Linked DNA regions of Gossypium arboreum: region 1 is linked to region 2. Evidence: chromatin contacts called from public Hi-C data. All regions are on one chromosome and are shown on one strand. Each heading gives the region's core, a stretch centred on a gene start, on an enhancer-like site or on the middle of the called end of the contact. The rest is flanking DNA. Distances are from core to core; before and after follow the strand shown.

The links. Hi-C and Micro-C count contacts between places; a contact is called where the count stands out from the background.
Region 1: a contact with region 2 is called in a Hi-C map of leaf, with 1.8 times the contacts expected there. The contact joins the promoter of LOC108478760 here to the promoter of LOC108476643 in region 2. A contact is called at or near these places in 2 of 5 Hi-C or Micro-C datasets (both in leaf).

The regions. Positions count from the first base shown.
Region 1 is chr10:99,519,137-99,521,836 of ASM2569848v2, forward strand. LOC108478760 (S-adenosylmethionine decarboxylase proenzyme 4-like) reads left to right here and starts at 1,278. Exons shown (of 1, transcript XM_017781223.2): 1 at 1,278-2,685. The coding sequence starts at 1,328. The coding sequence ends at 2,356.
Region 2 is chr10:99,288,185-99,290,884 of ASM2569848v2, forward strand. It overlaps LOC108476643 (BI1-like protein), which reads left to right and starts at 1,357. Exons shown (of 4, transcript XM_017778915.2): 1 at 1,357-1,826; 2 at 2,606-2,700. The coding sequence starts at 1,559.

The DNA of each region.
Region 1 (2,700 bases), core at 28-2,527, 230 kb after region 2:
ATTTCCATTATTTTAGTCCATTTTAATTTGCTGGGCTTAGGATCATATTCATTAATAATAATAATAAAAGCATTTTCAACTTTCTATTCTTCAACCAAGAAACATAATTCATATGGGTGACAATTATGGATATATACAAATTTAAATGGGTATTTTGAATTTAATACGAGTATTTTTTTATAATATATCAATATTTCTGTAGGTTATAATATATATTGTTTGCTTCCTAATAAATAAAACCTGTAACAACTTGGGAACATATATGAAATAGCGAATTAAGTGTGACCACTCATTTCTAATTTGCAAAACTGATGATTAAGATTGTTTGGTCTGCTTTGAAACATTTGGTCCATCCTATAATAGTGTTGCCGTTGTTGTTCTTTAAAACTCTCTCATGCCAATCACTTAATAACAGTAGAAATTTTCCTTAAGTTTTGACCTCATCATTTTTTTCTTCAATGGAGTCCATTTTGACAATTTTTCTAATTAAAGAAAAAACCTCACTAAAAAGTTGTCAATGATTTGATAATCCCATGCTAAACCCCGGACAGACTAGAATTTTCATATAAGCTTACCAAAATCCCACATTCATACGGATAAATTTTCTGGTTACGAAAGAAGCAGACATCAGTGAATGTTGGAAAAAAAAAATCAAAGGTAATGCATGTGAACTATCAATCTGAGACAAAATTCTTAAGACTTTCATATAAATGTTGAAGAACAAACAAGGATTATGCCTATGATTATTGTGTTAGGGCCCCTCCCTCAAACATACATAATCAGTTCCCCCAACAGCATCTTCCTTAAATTACTACCCAGCAGAATTATTCAACCCAAACACTTTGAAATGAGAATGGCTTGTTAATAATTTATCCCCCAAAAATACCATTCTTTGTACAATGAAACAGTACTCCAATATGTTGGAATGGAGCCAAATGGAAGTTACTGGAGAGTTGCAGGCGGGACTAGTGAGTGCATGAGCATGACAAAGAAAACCTGAAAAATGCATGCGCGTGGGCATAAATCCCGTTCCCTTGTATCTCTTTCTTTCATGAAACAACGAAAGAAAGATTTGATTCTTTCTCTCACACACACAAGAAAAATAAAAAAAAGGAAAAAAGAGATAATATTTCACAACATATCATCATCTTATTCACTTCATTATGCCTGCAATCATGATTCTTGGTTGCCTCAATCGCATGCCCCCTTCCCTCCTCTCTCTCTCTCTTTAAGCCACCTATAAATTCCGATATGCCACACCTCTCACCTCTACACCATCTAATTAATTCAATCTTGTTTCAGTCTTTGGGTTTTTTGTCATTTGGAAATGGCTGTTTCAGGGTTTGAAGGGTTTGAGAAACGCCTAGAGCTCCATTTCTTTGGGGATATTGATGATGATGATGGGAACAACATGTTGGGGCTTAGGCTGCTTGATTTCGAATCACTCGAGCAAGTCTTACTTGCTGTCCAATGCACTGTTGTAGCAGCTGTTGGGAACCCTTTCTTTGATGCTTACGTTTTGTCTGAATCAAGCTTATTTGTTTACCCTACAAAGATCATCATCAAAACCTGTGGGACAACCCAACTTCTCAAATCAATCCCTCCATTGATCCACTTTGCCAACAATCTTGGCCTCACTTTGCAAACATGTAGTTACACCAGAGGTAACTTCATCTTCCCCAAATCCCAACCTTTCCCTCACACCAGCTTCCAAGAAGAAGTCATTTACATTGAACATAATATCCCCGACAATCTTTGTTATCGAAAAGCCTTCGTTATGCCTTCTAAGTTAACAGCTCATTCATGGCATGTTTTCACCGCTACCCTTTTGCCTCCACTGAAATATCCCTCTCATGCTACTTTCACCGTCGAAGTTTGCATGACGGAACTCGACCGCCTCATTGCACGTAAGTTCTTCTCCCGGGATAGCAAAACAGGGGATTTAGCCGGCAGAGACATGACGGAGCTGACGGGGATTGACACCATTAACGCTGGAGCTTTCATATGTGACTTCGCGTTTGATCCGTGTGGTTACTCCATGAATGGCATTGATGGTGATCGTTACTCCACCATCCATGTTACCCCTGAAGATGGGTTTAGTTACGCTAGCTTCGAGTGCGTTGGATCGGTTTGCGAGGACCCGGATGATATCGTTGAGACCTTAAAGAAAGCTGTTCGAGTTTTCATGCCGGCGACGGTTTCAATTTCGACGAGTAGATGTAGCCGTGAGGTTTGGACGAAGGTGGCGCGTGCGTTGCAACCACTTGGACTCAAGTGCCAGAGTTTCGCAATGGATGAGTTCCCTGCCGCCGGTACCATTTCCTACCAAACGTTCACGGCGGCTCGCCGGAAATAATGCCGGTAAAAGACGACAAGAAAAAAAAAAACCTTAGTTTTTCATTGGAGGAAAATCGGAGGGATAAAACATATAAGGTATGATGTGGAGGAATTTAATTGGATGAAAAAGGATGAAAAATGTGGGGTTGACTTAGGTAGAAAGATGAAAGGATTTTAGGAGCGATAACGTGGCGAGATCAGAGAGGTGGGGAGGAGGATTTGTGTGAAATTGGGATGACCATGATAATGCACCCCACTTGCATGGTCACGCCTACAGATTTTTTGAGGTTAATTTTAGTGGGGGATGAAATAAATAAATAAAAATGCTCATGGTTTTTATTTTTCTAAGTTTATATGAATTCT
Region 2 (2,700 bases), core at 107-2,606:
TGTTTTGGTTATGCTTTGGAATGATTTGAAGTGTTTAAAGACTTAAATTTAAGTTTTCTACAAGTTGGCAACACAATTTTAACTCTAGGGGTCTCATGTCTTGAGACATGCTATCCTTGCCTTGAGATATGGACTACTGCTTCGTGAAAATTTATGTTTTTATATTCGAAATTGATTCAAAATTTCTTGGTTTTTGTCTTGGGCACGAATTAAGCCATGCCAAAGTTTTATATATGATTTTAAACATCTAAATGTGACTTCCCTTATTTGTGGCTATCATCAATCTAGGTAAAGGTTGTTACATCAGGCTTGCAAGACAAAAAGAAGAACTATGGGGCATTAGAGTAGTTTCTTTAGGATGTTATTCAATGATTAAGTTAGTGAAGGGAAGATGATGAAAGCTTAAAAGAATATACTTTGATTCTATTGGTTATGGAAGTCTTGCCTTTTATGAAAACCTTTACCTCTTTATCACCTTTCTCTCTTTATCCTCTAGCCCCTTATTGTTTCTATCGTTGTTGTTGTTGGGGATTTGAGGGGACTAATATGTGGTTGGCTAAGGTATGTGTTCTTAATCCGATAAGATCGTGCTCAATACATGTATGGATGGGATAAAATCAATTTATTTGAGTAACATCAAATTCAATAATCGAATTCAAGATTCCATATTAGTGCCTTTTAGCTTCATTGTTGGTTTTGTGCCATCTGAACGTTTGTAAGAGTTTGGCCCTTTTTATTGTTGTTTATCTTAAGCTTGGAGTTCGAGTTTTTTTCAAGTATAACAAACATTAAATTAAATTCTTTTGTTGAGATTAACATTTTTTTGGTACAATTTATACACTATTTATAATAGTAAATTACTAGCAACACACATTATAAGTAGATAATTATTACGACTTGAACCTATGACATGGGTTGTAGAGTGAACGCCCAGATCAATGAGTAACAACTCTAGTTTGAGAGTAACATTAAATTGTAATAAAATCTAAAAGTTATTTAAATAAGACATAATGATTTATTTGACTCTCTAAACTTAAAAAAAATATTTTAGCCTTCTATTTAAAGTTTTTAACCTTAAAATTCCATTATTTGTCAAATTACTCCAAAATAAATAAAAAATTAACATTTATTAACTTCATTGACATGACATATATGTAAATGTCACGTAAATAATTAATTAACTTTTAAAATTTTAAAAATTCAGAAAAGTATATAAATATAATTTTGAAAAAATTAAAATTATATAAAATATAAAAATATTTTTAATATTTTAATTTTTAAAATTAATTAATTACTAAAATCCACGTAAATCATTATGCATTTAAATAACTTAAGAACTTCCCATAAAATACATGATTTCATGATGGAATATTAGCTACTAATAACGCGTAGATCTCACCTCAAGGCTTTTTAGATTGGTTATCTTCTCTTATGATACAATACATTATTCAGAAAGAAACAAAATTACAACAAAATTTCCCTCTGTTTCTTTCTTCTCATCTCATTTCCCTGAAAATCAAACGAGAATAAAAGAAAAGAAAAGCAGGAGAAAAAAAAAATGTACAGATACGAGCGTGTGAGCAGCACGAGTGTCAGTAAGGCGGATAAGGTAGATCTAGAGTCAGGAGACACTCTGTACCCGGGACTCAGCTACGGTGAGAACCAGCTCCGATGGGGCTTTATCCGAAAGGTTTACGGCATCGTTGCGGCACAGCTAGTGTTAACCACCGTGGTCTCCGCCTTTGTGGTGTTCTCGGCTCCGGTCAACGAGCTCCTCCGTGGAAACTCTGGCATCTTGCTCTTCCTCTGTTTAGTCCCTTTCATCTGTAAAGTCCTCTCCTTTATATATTCCTTTCATTTTTCAATCTTGATTCTTTCTTTTTCCACACCTTTTGAACTTGGTAAATTTGAACTGTTATGAAAGAAATAGTACTAGTTCTTAGGCCTCCTTCTAGTTTATTAGTTCACTTTTTAAATTCTTATTATGAAGTTAATATCTTTCAAGCGTCGGTTAAGGTTAGATTCAAAACGTTTGTGAATCGAGTCTTGACCTCAAATTTCAACACTAATTGCTTTTATAGTCAGCATTTTCTGCCATTTTTCTGTATAGAGTGATTCTATCTGTTCACTTTTCCGGATCCGGATGCCTTTCGTGGGGAATTTGAGGGTTTAGAATATAGATCTTTTAGCTGTCTCATTGTGTAATTTTTATGTTGTATTAGGTTTTTAATAAAGTGATCTGCACTGTTCTTAACCTAATCAAAAGCAGGAGATCTTCATGTTTGCTTTGATGGTTCGAAAGCTGATATAGTATGCCTTTTATGCCTAGATTTTAGTACTACAGTTTATAATGGCCTAGAGTTTCTTTCTTCTAATGATAAAATCAGTATGATAGATTTCCAGCTCTTGGTAGTAATGAAATCTTAGTTCTCTTTTAAGTTTTAACCTTATTTTCAGATTGATGATAGACCTGAACTAGAAAAGTCTCCCTTTCTAAATTGTTCCCGAGCATTTACTTTAAGATTTTAAAGAGCGCTGCTACATTTGTTTTATCACATTACCATGCTCTATCTTAAGTCTTAACAATAAAACCTAATCCATGTAGTGTTGTGGCCCTTGCACGTCTATCACCAAAAACACCCCGTAAATCTGATCATCCTCGGCCTCTTCACCGTGTCTCTGAGTCTCACAGTTGGTGTG